Linked DNA regions of Xenopus laevis: region 1 is linked to region 2. Evidence: chromatin contacts called from public Hi-C data. All regions are on one chromosome and are shown on one strand. Each heading gives the region's core, a stretch centred on a gene start, on an enhancer-like site or on the middle of the called end of the contact. The rest is flanking DNA. Distances are from core to core; before and after follow the strand shown.

Region 1 (6,491 bases), core at 3,117-5,616, 43 kb before region 2:
AGCAGGACATTGGCCACTGGGGAGCCTGGTATCATTGGATCTCCTGGGGGAACTGTAGAAGAGATTGGGTCAACTGGTTTTGCTACTACATACTCCTGATACAGAGAGGGAGAAGCGGTAGGGTGGCTTGTGAGAGAAGATGACCTCTACAGGTCCCAGAGAGGAAGAAAGAAATAATGGCTGGGTTGACCCAGGGACTGGTACTTACGTAGCACCGTGAGACGAGCCCGCTGTGACCTCAGTGCTGCCTGTGTTGCTTGGCACTCGTAGATGGCATCATCACTAAGCTCAACACCTTCAATGTGCAGGTTGTGTTCTCCTAAAGATGGCTCTCCCACCACAGAATAACGGGACCACCCTACAAAATAACACCAAATAAGCTCAATTATACATTTCATACTTTAGCACTGAGCCAAACTGATGTCACAATATGCATTTCCAATCACAAAGACACAACTAATGCCACAATGGTCATTCCTTTTCCTTAAGACATTGCTCCACTAACCTGGAAGGTCTCTTTCTGCTCCCAGTGCCAGCCCGTCCATTGTCCATTGGACCACACCTCTGTAGCCAATCACTACACAAGGAAGAGTGACAGATTTGCCGGCTACGATTACCTTGTCCGAGGGTTGTTGAGAGAAATGGGCTCCAAAACCTGTCAAAAGAGAAGGGGCATGTTGAGCTTGGCTCCAAGTGGTGACTGCAGGTCTCTAGTCAAGTGGGATATGATCACTAGGAAACTAGTGCCACCTAGTGTTGCACAATATACCCTAGAAAGTGCCACCAATCACCAAAAAGTACACCTTTAAGCCACTCTCAGGTTGGGCATGAGCTAGAAGGAAGGGCAAATTAGGCTCTCACCATAACCATGTTTCTGTGAAGTCTTATAATGCACTAATCTGCCCTACAGAGCTTACAATCAAATTTCTTACACTTGAGGCACATGGAGGTCAGTGGGTGAAGATGACAAGGAGACACTTGGGAGTCAAACATGGGGGTTCTCCCATCACTGGGCAGCTGCTTAATGCATAATGCCAGAAATATTGCCCTCTGCTAATCCATCGGCTACTCCGCTATACCATAATTACGTTAATGCTGCGCTCTTATCTGCTCCCATCACACGGATTTAGGGGATTATGGATTTTCTGTGGACGGTGTGGAATAAAGACTCCATATTTAATGCACGCTAGAAACATATTTATGCATCATTATCAATGGATAAATTGTAAATAGACTCAGTGACACAAAGTCAGGGTAGTACAGTAACAACCCCCATGTTAGTTGCACCCAAATGTGGGCCTTGCCTCTCTTGTCAGCCCCAGGCTTAGAGGGCGATGGCTGATGTCAATATCTCCTTTGGGCAAATTAACTTACTGTGGGCAAAAGCCGTATGGATAAAATGACTGCAGTGGGGTCAAACAGGAACCCCCAAGATGAAACTACTGCAATGGGGTAAAAAAAGGAACCCACTGCAATAGGTACAAACAAGTTAAAAAAAAGTCCAAGATAAAATCACTGCAATGGGTTCAAGCAGGACCCCTAAATAATATCTCTACATTGAGACCAAACAGGCCCCCGAGATCAAATCATTACAACGGGTTCAAGCAGGACCCCTCTATAATATCTCTACACTGAAATCAAATTGGACCTCAAGATAAACTCTCTGCAATGGGTTCAAGCAGGACCCCTAGATAATATCTCTGCATTGAGACCAAACAGGACCCCCAAGATAATATTACTGCAAAGGAAACAAGCAGAACCCCTACATATCTCTACAATGAGACCAAACAAGTACACAAGATAAAAATCACTGCAATGAGTTGAAGCAGGACCCTTAGATAATATATCTGCATTGAGACCAAGCACGACCCCCAAGATATCACTGCAAAGCGTTCAAGCAGGACCCCTAAATATTTCTACAATGAGGCCAAACAAGACCCCAAGATAAAAATCACTGCAATAGATTGAAGAACCCCCGAGATAATATATCTGCATTGAGACCAAACAGGAGCCCAAGATAAACTCAAGGCAATGGGTTCAAGCAGAACCCCTTGATTTTATCTCTGCAATAAGACCAAGCAGGACCCCAGGATAATATCTTTACATTGAGACCAAGCAGGACCCCAAGATAATATCACTGCAAAGGGTTCAAAGAGGACCCCTAAGTATCTCTACAATGAGGGCAAACAAGACCCCAAGATAAAGTCATTGCAATTGGTTCAAGCAGGACCCCTAGATTATATCTCTGCAAAGGGTTCAGGCAGGACCCCTAAATATATCTATAATGAAACCAAACAAGACCCCAATACAAAAATCACTGCCGTAGGTTGAAGCAGGACATCTATATAATATATCTGCATTGAGACCAAACAGGACCCCAAGGTAAAGTCAAGGCAATGGGTCCAAATAGGACTCCAATTAACTCAATGGGGGGTGAGTTTATTTTTCCTTTGAACTGTATCTAATGTATTGTATGTGGATGAGGAGAGAGGGGGCAATTTACTGGCCCTCTGATCTCTGTTTGCTGAGCCATTGAGCAGCCGTTAGCAGTCAGGTGACAGGAACCAGGAAACTTACAATTAGAGGAAAATCTGGAGACTGAGGGGAAAGGGAAAACAATGAAATGTCTGGGATACAGTTTCGGCTGCTGCACAGGTACATAATAAAGGTCGTTGGATTTAGTCAAGGTTTGGGGGTATTTATGCTCTGCCATAAAGGTCTGAGAGCTGACAGTTTCTACAAGAATTGAAACCCACAAATACAATGTTGAGAAATGAAGGGAAATGTAACTTCCCAATATACAGTCAGTGTAACAGACATGTGAGAATGAAATTGCTATTAAGCTTCAATTGTCTGGTTGTTTATGTTCTGCTGGTTCTGACTCCTGAAACAATGTAGCATCAGATCTGTAAAGAAGTATTCCAGGGTGACTTCTGCTACACTGCCTTGTGTTTTCGGGAGGCCCCCAAATAAACGGGCAGTGTGAAACTAGAGCTGGTATTGTGGGTGCAGGTATTGTGGGTGCAGATATTGAGGTGCAGGTATTGTGGGTGCAGGTATTTTGGGCGCAGGTATTGTGGGCGCAGATATTGTGGGTGCAGGTATTGTGGGTGCAGATATTGTGGGTGCAGTTATTGTGGGTGCAGGTATTGTGGGTGCAGGTATTGTGGGTACAGATATTGTGGGTGCAGGTATTGTGGGTGCAGGTATTGTGGGTGCAGGTATTGTGGGTACAGATATTGTGGGTGCAGGTATTGTGGGTGCAGGTATTGTGGGTGCAGGTATTGTGGGTGTAGGTATTGTGGGTGTAGGTATTGTGGGCGCAGGTATTGTGGGCGCAGGTATTGTGGGCGCAGGTATTGTGGGTGCAGGTATTGTGGGTGCAGGTATTGTGGGTGCAGGTATTGTGGGTGTAGGTATTGTGGGCGTAGGTATTGTGGGCGCAGGTATTGTGGGCGCAGGTATTGTGGGCGCAGGTATTGTGGGTGCAGGTATTGTGGGCGCAGGTATTGTGGGCGCAGGTATTGTGGTGCAGGTATTGTGGTGCAGGCGCAGGGAGTCATTGAATGATTTAATTTCTCTTTTTGAAGCTGCATTTGCATAATGGTGTTTGCACAATCTGTTAAAGGGAACGGCCTTTGTGTCCGGGATTGAAAAAGGTGGCGCGTAAGAAAACGTGGGCTCAACCAAACCATGTGACAGGCCATCATAATCCAAAATTTGCCCAATTTATTAGACAGTTTAAATTATTATCCCCTTCCGGCAAATTTCCAGTGATTTAGTGTGAGCCAAGGATTCTGCTCCTATTTGCGCTGCCACATTTCATATTCCATTAGAACTTTATCTCTCATACGTTGCTCTTCCCCAGCCAAGCTTTCTTATCTCTTCCCTGTTATATTGATCACTAGGCATCCTCCGCTGCAAGTGCTGTTAATGTGAATAAAGGGTAAGTTATCCTGCTGACAGATGGGTGCTGACATTGCTACACACTGACCTGGAGTGACACGACTGTGTACAAAATATAGCCCTAGTGATGCAATATGTTGCCATGTGGTGCCGGCAATGATTTGTACCCACAGTATCCAGGCCTCCTGATCATTATTATATGATCATTATTGCGCTCACATTAGAGACGTTTATAAATAAAGTGCAGATCCCCCGGTGCCCGAGTGGAAACCAGAAAGGAAGAAACTTGCCGCCTGCCCCTAATATCTGACAGTTTCAGGATAATAAGGGAAAGTTTGGGGAATAACATGGAAATCTAAAGGGTCATCAAAAACCATATGTCCCCATGTGATTAATGTTGCAGCAGCTCATGTATCATCTATGGAAAGAATGTGCCTTTGTGCGGCTCCGGGGCCCTTTGTGCGAGTCTCTCCCCCATTGTGTCACTGGCTGCCTGTTAAGTCCCTTCCTGTCCCCTGAGTGGCTTTAACTGATTTTTAAAAGCTGGTTTTCTGCAGTTAATCCACTTTCCCCCCTTTCATGATTTCTGTGCCTTTGTGTAAACTGACAGCGCGAAACTCCATGGGGGAGAATAAGCAGTGAGGGAGGGGGGGTCTTATACGGAGAGGTAACGAGGGGCCCTAATCTTATAGACTGAAAAGAAAAAGCCCACGGAGGGCTGGAGGGAAAAGCAAACAGTTGTTTTAAAAACACAAGGGGAAAAATGCCTACTTACGGCATACGAGGAGATTTGGGGAAATGTAGTCGCCTCTCAGATCGCCTCTTCTTCGGGCGACTAATCTCCCGGCAATGCCTTTCCGCCGGCTACAATCTATCCGGATGGCACTCGGAGCAATCCGTTTTCCGAAGTCATCCAAAGTTGGTGATTTAGATTCTAGCCGGCAGGAAGGCAGTTCGGGGAGATTAGTCGCCCGAAGAAGAGGCGATTTGTCCGCCCGAACCTCCACGTGTGTCTATGCCCTCACGAGGAAACTTCGGGCGACTTTGGAAAACGAAGCCCTCCGAGTGCCATCCCGCTGGCAATTTAGATTCTAGCCGGCAGGAAGGCAGTTTGGGGAGATTAGTCGCCCGAAGAAGAGGCGTTTCGTAGCCGGGTAAGTAATCTCCCCAAATTTCCACGTGTCTCTGCCCTTAGGAGGTGCTGGCAGGGAGTGCACTACAGGTCTGATGATGATGGTCATTTGTGAGCAAGGTCTTACTTTGCCCCATGATGCACTGCTGTATATGACTCCCCAGTAAATGTGAGCAGTATTATGTGCATTGCTCAAAACCTCTAGTGGGCCCTCAATACTCAGGGACCCCCTGTAGCCGGAAGGATAGACTGAAAATAATGGGGGGGCTCACATTATCTTCCCGAAATGCTTCACCCCATACTGATACCCCCCCAACTGCACCTCTGTCTGTCCCAATATTCCATCAACCTATCCCTTTTATGTGCCTAATAGCTAGCTCTTCTGACAACACTGCTCTTCTCCCAAAATGGGTCCCTGCTTGGTAGATCTGTCCCTAATCGTGCAGTAAGTACAGACTTGCCCGTCCCTGGCTGCAAACTTCCTAAATCCATTATCTCCAGTTCACCTCTCAGCTTAACCCCCCAAAGCGTTTAGTCGGTGACCCAACGATCTGCCAGCCCACTGAGCTGCAGTGGAGTGCAAGCTCTTCAGCACTTTTCATGAATGCCATTGTTCCCACCCACCCCCTTCCCGCCTGTAGGGGGCTGAAGAGTGTTAAGTGGAAGTTAATGCGCCATATGGTGTGTTTAAGAGACAGTTTGCCTTGTTTTCTGCTTGTGCTCTTTGTGGCCGTTTATTGGAGCGTGGGGGCTTCTATTCAGCCAAATTCTGCTGGGGTCATGCACGTTCTTTCAGTGCGCAGAGCCCGGGACAGAGGGAGGAACGGACAAATGAAAGAAAGGCTCTGTGAGAATGGAATGATAGACTGAAAATAATAGGGGCTCACATTATCTTCCCAAAATGCCTCAGTGCCCTATATAATCCCCTGCCCATTCCCCACATGCTGTGATTCCTGAGCTTGAGCAGATAAGGAATTCTAACTGACTTTATTTTACCCATGATGCACAGAGACCCCAGGCCTGCAGGGAGTATATTAGTCACAAAGTTGGATTACTCGAGGTGCCTATTGTTTACATAGGTTTAAATAGAATGAAAAGCGTAGGAGCGATATGAAAGCTAGGCAAGAGACAGAGCAAACAAAACCACTATCTCTCCATCTATATATATATATATATATATATATATATAAAGCGAAACATCACTCTTCATTCAGGGGCAGAAAAATATAAATATATGAGTTTAGAGCTTAATAAATAAAAACCCAAGTTCAATTCATTCCTATGGGATTTTTTGAATTATCAACGGATGAAAGTTAGAGCTCACCATTTGATAATGGTTGTAAAAATCCCATAGGGATGAATTGAACTTGGGTGAGATTTTATTTATTAAGCGCTAAACTCATATTTTAATACATCTGTCCTAATGTCTCTAAAAATGACTTTAAAGGGATTC
Region 2 (6,623 bases), core at 1,768-4,267:
TAATCTGGGTGAGAATGTGCTGCATCTGTTCCTGGGGTGGCACAGACAGGGCTAGGGCACCTTGTCTGGACTTAAAGGTTCCTCTGGGATATGGGGTTCAACTTGAACCCTGATATATGAATAAGGGGGAGAATATTTCAGCATAGCCGGGTCCCCCTGACGCTCCAGCCTGCGGGGGGGGGGGGGATTACACCGTATAACCAAGGCTGCTTAAATTATGGGATAACAGAGTTTCATCAAGTTTATAGGAGGATGAAGGACACGTTTATGCACTAATGGCTTAACCCTTTACCCTCTAGTTGTCCACTAATCACAACTCCCAGAATCCTCAGTCATCCCCTGGATCAATGCCAGTTATCCACTGATAAAGATCCATGCTTTATTCTTATTTATTCTTAAAGGCGCATACCCAATAGTCAGCAATAATCACGTGACCGTATTAGGGTTACTACATAAGTAGAATTCCAACCTATTTTTTAAAACGGCATTGCCACATTATTTCCACATGTTGCCCATTCTTTTTTCTTTTAATGGACATCAGCAGTTGAGGTCATTGTAGAGCAAAAAGGGGGTTAAAAAAGACAATACGCCCCAAACTCATAAGAAAAGGGTCCTTCTCAGCAGAACAGTGACAACAGGGCAGGCCTTATGGTACGCCAACCAATATGGCAGACCAAGCAATAGGGAAGACCTACCAATTTGACAGAGCAAACAATAGGGTAGACCTACCAATATGGAAGACCAAGCCATAGGGGTAGATGTACCAATATGGAAGACCAAGCCATAGGGGTAGATGTACCAATATGGCAGACCAAGCAATAGGGTAAAGCTGCTAATATGGAAGACCAAGCAGTAGGGTAGAGCTACTAATATGGAAGACCAAGGAATAGGGTAGAGCTACTAATATGGAAGACCAAGGAATAGGATAGACCTATCAATATGGAAGACCAAGCAATAGCGGTAGATGTACCAATATGGCAGACCAAGCAATAGGGTAAAGCTACTAATATGGAAGACCAAGCAATAGGGTAGAGCTACTAATATGGAAGACCAAGGAATAGGATAGACCTACCAATATGGAAGACCAAGCAATAGGGATAGATGTACCAATATGGAAGACCAAGCAATAGGGTAGAGCTACTAATATGGAAGACCAAGGAATAGGATAGACCTACCAATATGGAAGGCCAAGCAATAGTGGTAGACCTACCAATATGGCAGATCAAGAAATATGACAAACCTACCAATATGCCAGATTAAGCAATATGACAGACCTACCAATATGGAAGACCAAGCAATAAGGTAGACCTACCAATATGGAGGAGCAAACAATGGATCAATACATTTTTGGATTCTTATTAATACTTTTGACTTCATTCCTGTGGTGCTCTGTGTTTCTACATACATAGCAGACAAGCAGATCTGGAAAGAAAAATGATTTCCCGTCCAAGTCCAGTTGTGTCTCAGGATGGGCTGTAATCTCTTCAGTGAATCCTTTAAGATCCGCTGAGGGGTTATTATCCCGCTAGTGAAGCCTTTAAAATACCCAGAGGGGCCATAATCCCGCCAGTGAATCCCTTAACCTTTAGCTGGTACTGATCTGCTTTACATTTAACCCTTAACTGACACTGATCTGATTGATGTCTCCCTGGCTTGGTAACGCCCACTGTATCTACTGAGCCTGCAAGTCTGATTCAGTGGTACCAGCACATAATTAAAGGACACATTTACCCTGAATATGAATAGATTTGAATAAGCCTTAAGGTGGCCATACACGGGCCGATAAAAGCTGCAGACAGACCGAGTCGGCAGCTTATTGGCCCGTGTCTGGGGGCCCCCGACGGATGGGATTAAAAATCCCGTCGGATCGCGGCAGCATCTGTTCGTTGATGCGGTCCCGCGATCCGACCGCCCGTTTGCGAACGCTAGGATCCGATCGTTGGGCCCTAGGGCCCACAATCGGATCAGCCCGATATTGCCCACCTCAAGGTGGGCATATCGGAGGGAGATCCGCTCGTTTGGCGACATCGCCAAACGAGCGGATCTCTCCATGTATGGGGACCTTTAAATAGGTAAGTCTTGGCTCACCGGGGTTACTGAACATTCTTGCTCTTTAGAGTAGGGGCACACTGGGCGACTTCGGAAAACGAAGCGCCACATGTGCTTTAGTGCAGGACGAGGTGATTGGTCGCCGCAAAGACGAGGTGATTGGTCGCCAGGCGACTAAATCTCCCTGAATCGCCCAGTGTGCCCCTACCGTTATATTGAGTGCATGAATATGTGATTATACATGTGATTTTATGCAAACACTTGGAACATATTGTTGCACGTAAGCACAAGCCGTAGTGATCACAGAAAACGACACAATGCAGCTCTGCAGGGGATTCTGGGCCGGTGCAATTAACCCTACGACGCACACAAAATCCTTCCCATAAACCCCCTGCAGAGGCAGAGGAACCGGCAAACATACAGGGGCCAGAAGCCTTTCTGTGGGGATTCTGTGGAGTCCTGCTGCTGTCAGGCTGTTCCTGCTGGGGGCACAACACAAGAGCTCCGTGGGCTTCCCGAAGTCTGAACCATAGTCACCTGCAAGTGAAAAGCATAACTAGGAATAAGCAAGGCGGAACGGCTTGGAATAACACACTGAAATGGGAGGGGGAGTGGAAGCAATTTTGCAATTGAAAGGCCTTTTTGTTTACCCTTTTCTGTTCTCTGGTTCTGACTCTCAAAACAATGGAGCAGAAGTCACTTATGTTCCAGGCAGGTTAAACAGCTGGTTTCTGCTACTTTGTTTCAGGAGTCAGTGGCAGTAGTGCAGAGGATTTATTACACATAACTTTGCATGCAGTGAGTTGGGCCCCGTAGTCAGGCAATGCATTAGGGCCACATTATGTAGTAGAAGTGGAGGAGGAGGAGGAGGAGGAGGAGGAAGGCATTTACCTGTCTCTGTGCAGATCAGCGTTTGTTTCCCTGGTGAGAGCTTTTAATTAACATCAGATCACTGCTGATTTGCTCCGACTGTGCGGGGTCGGGGGTCACAGGGACACTCATTAGGGAGCTGCTGAGTCTAATGAATGTACGGTGTGTAGGAGGGACAATCTGTCTCCTGCCATCCTCGCCCTCTGGGCTCACGCTCCTCTTCTTTCCCATGCTGAGTGGAGCAGATCGAAGGACACTTTGTACCTATATCTTAATGGGGGCTAATAAGGTCTGGCCCCTCATTAATAATTAACCTGTTCAATAAGCGCTACATGTGCAGCAGATTGTCAGCTCCTCTGTGTATTGTGCACTGGCAAGGCCTTGTTTATATAGTTAAAAAAGGGGGGCAATTGCAGGAACATTTAGTCAAAGAGAGAAAATAATTGTACTTAAAATTAGAAAGAAATGTAAATGGACCTGTTCTGCACATTAGCTGTACTGTATGAGGAGCTGCCATGTTGCTTCTCCAAAATGGTATGAAATGTAATCACACAGAGTAAAGCACAACAGATGGTGTATTTTGCCCCATCTGATCTGATGTAGTTAATACTAATACTGAAGTCCAACAGTGTTACAAAGTACAACTCACTTAGCTGTGGATGAGATGCTGAGAGTTATAGTTTGACACCAGCTCATCTGGAGTTAGAATATACAAGCAGACATTTGATTGGTTGCTTCTTACAGTTTATATGGTGTTTACTGTTAACTGTACAGTGATACAGCGCACACTATCATTCTGAATGTTTCTTTCTTTCTTTCTTTTTTTCTTTCTTTCTTTCTTTCTTTCACCTTGTTTTGTTTTGTTTCTCTCTATTTCTTTTTTCTCTTTCTCTCTTTTTCTTGCTTTCTTTTCTTTTCTTGCTACTGTATTTGTCTTTCTTTTGTTTTCTTTCTTTCTTTCTTTCTTTCTTTCTTTCCTTTATACTTTAGTTCTTTACTTCTCTCTCTCTTTCTTTTTCTTGTTTCTTTCTTTTTTCTCTCTCTTTCTTTTTGATTATTTTTTTTCCGTTTCTTTCTTTCTTTCTTTCTTTCTTTCTTTCTTTCTTTCTTTCTTTCTTTCTTTCTTTCTCTTTCTTTTTCTTTTTTTCTCTCTCTTTCTTTTTGATTATTTTTTTTCTGATTCTTTCTTTCTTTCTCTGTTTCATTTTCTTGCCCTCGTGCTTCTTTCTTTCTCCTTCTTTTGTTTTCTTTCTCTGTATTTCTTTTTTCTCTTGCTATTTATTTCTTTTTTCTCTTTCTCTCTTTCTTTCTTTCTTTTTCTTTCTTTCTTTCTTTCTTTCTTTCTTTTTTTCTTTCTTTCTTTCTTTTTTTCTCCTTCTTTTGTTTTGTTTCTCTCTATTTCTTTTTTCTCTTTCTCTCTTTTTCTTGCTTTCTTTTCTTTTCTTGCTACTGTATTTGTCTTTCTTTCTTTTGCTTTCTTTCTTTTTTCTCTCTCTTTCTTTTTGATTATTTTTTTTCTGATTCTTTCTTTCTTTCTTTCATTTTCTTGCCCTCGTTCTCTTTCTATTTATTTCTTTTTTCTCTTTTTCTCTTTTTCTTGCTTTATATCTTTATATCTTTCTTTCTTTCTTTCTCTGTTTCATTTTCTTGCCCTTGTGCTTCTTTCTTTCTTTCTCCTTCTTTTGTTTTCTACCTCTGTATTTCTTTTTTTCTCTATTTCTTTCTTTCTTTCTTTCTTTCTTTCTTTCTTTCTTTCTTTCTTTCTTTCTTTCTTTCTTTCTTTCTTTCTTTCTTTCTTTCTTTCCTCTCCCTCTTATTTTGTAACTGGACCAATAAATCCAATTTGGTCGGGTGTGAGAGACATTTAGTCTAATGGTGACATCTCATCCAGTTATCTTGGGAGGCATCTTCCCACCCTTGGTGAGAGCAGGATCCCCACGGAGGGGTTTTCAGAGCAGCAGAGGGACAACATGGAGGAGGAGTTGATCTTAATCCTCTAATCTTGTTAAAGAAAATCCCATTGGTTTCAGAGGTCAGTAAATTAATTAAAAGTGAGAGGGGTCAGGGTGAAGGTATTTGTAACCAGGTGTCACATTCTCAGCTCTGACAGTCAAGTTAACTCCTCCGAAATAACCAGTTAATAATAGCTAAGCCCTGACTGGGCATTGAAGAATAATAAACGGCTGCCTGGGGCTGCTGGGAATTGTAGTTCAATGTGGTTTCCATTAAAGCAAACGACAAGCAGCTTTTCTACCCACTTAATACACTGTTGGAGAATGTGACCATGAACTTTATTGGCAAATAAGCCTCTTCACTAGTTCCACTATGAGCAGTGAAAGGATAATAAGTCTTTCTACAGACTGGATTGGGGAGATACAAATAAAAGGCGAGGTCCTGACTTGGACACAGGAACCTGATACCAACAAATTAAATATTGAGCAGATAAAAATCAATTCATTATATTGACACAGAAATCTGAGCAAGAAACACAAACTCCACCATTTGTTAGTCTCTTTGGCTAGTATCACAGCGGCCACTTAACTCACCCATTGTGCCCAGAAACGTAATCCCTTGCCTGAGATGTTGGTGGCAGCTGTGGGATACTAAGTACCTGGGCCCTAAAAAGCACAGGTAAGGGAAATTGCCTTCCATAATGATCGGCCATTGCTCGGTGTTGGGACTTTTGACTTTCATTTTAATTGCCCCTCTGCACACGAAATGAAAAGATGGAGCCCTAATACAGTAGAGTTTCTTTAAATTTAGTGGTGATTTATTTTTATCAGGGGGTCCTTAAATATTACAGGTTAGATTGGAAGCTCCTGTGAGCTGGGTCCTGTGATCCCATTTCTATTCTGTATCTATTCATTGTATCTATTCTATTCATTGTCAAATGAATATAAAGGTCTGGGTAACTTTCTGGTGCTGTATAAGTAAGTGATGATGATGATGATGATGAAAGATGGTCAGATCATTTCAGAACAGATACAATTGTATCTTATTGACTGACCACATTCAGTGACGTTTAGGTTTTTATGCTGTATCGCCCCCTGCTGGTTATAGACTTCCAAGCTAGAAACTCAGACTGTACAGACCCGCAGTGTCCCAGTATTCCGTGTGTCAGCAGCTCTCACAAAGGAACATGAATCAGCTTCATTACTGTGACATGCCTTTGGGAATATTGATTATCCCTGAGCACATCGTTATTTCCAAGTAAGATATTGGCCATGAGTTATAGCAGTGGGTTAGGAACTGTCAGAATGGTGATGTCTGCATTCTGAATCTTTGGGATTCTGCTCAATGGCAAACTGACACTTTCCTGCCCGACCCTTCCTACATCATGGCCCACACTCACTCCACCAATTCATGAAAGAACTCACAATGTGGCCATTTCTAAATAATTGTGCTTCTTCTCAGAGAATCATCAGTTGATGCTAACGGGTTGAGTGTGGGGGAAGCAGAGAAGTCACTGAGCTGAAGAAGGTGGTGAGGACATGGAGGAAAGAATGGGGGCACAGAGATGACCAATAGATAGGGGAGAGAGCGGGGAAGAGGCCAGTGGGGTAACTAAAATAAGAGTTCAGTGACAGCAAGATCATCTCTAGATTTAAGGAATAAGAACTTTTTAATAAAACAAAAGTGTCCAAGTGGCCCCTGCAGTTGCAAGATATCTGCTTTTTCTGTAGTTACATCATTGGAGAAGGAGA

What was found. Hi-C and Micro-C count contacts between places; a contact is called where the count stands out from the background.
Region 1: a contact with region 2 is called in a Hi-C map of animal cap, with 3 times the contacts expected there. The contact joins two enhancer-like sites. A contact is called at or near these places in 2 of 4 Hi-C or Micro-C datasets (the XTC cell line and animal cap).

The regions. Positions count from the first base shown.
Region 1 is chr7S:109,577,141-109,583,631 of Xenopus_laevis_v10.1, reverse strand. It overlaps kirrel2.S (kin of IRRE-like protein 1), which reads right to left. Exons shown (of 12, transcript XM_041570658.1): 2 at 506-655; 3 at 209-358; 4 at 1-52. Among protein-coding and RNA genes, the nearest start is that of kirrel2.S, 9.8 kb to the right of the region's middle. Within about 2 kb of position 4,366, at least 5 of the 7 cell types and tissues checked have an H3K27ac peak or open chromatin away from gene starts, as enhancers often do. A contact at or near this core is called in animal cap, where this site is marked.
Region 2 is chr7S:109,532,610-109,539,232 of Xenopus_laevis_v10.1, reverse strand. No RefSeq gene overlaps it. Among protein-coding and RNA genes, the nearest start is that of nphs1.S, 12 kb to the right of the region's middle. Within about 2 kb of position 3,017, at least 5 of the 7 cell types and tissues checked have an H3K27ac peak or open chromatin away from gene starts, as enhancers often do. A contact at or near this core is called in animal cap, where this site is marked.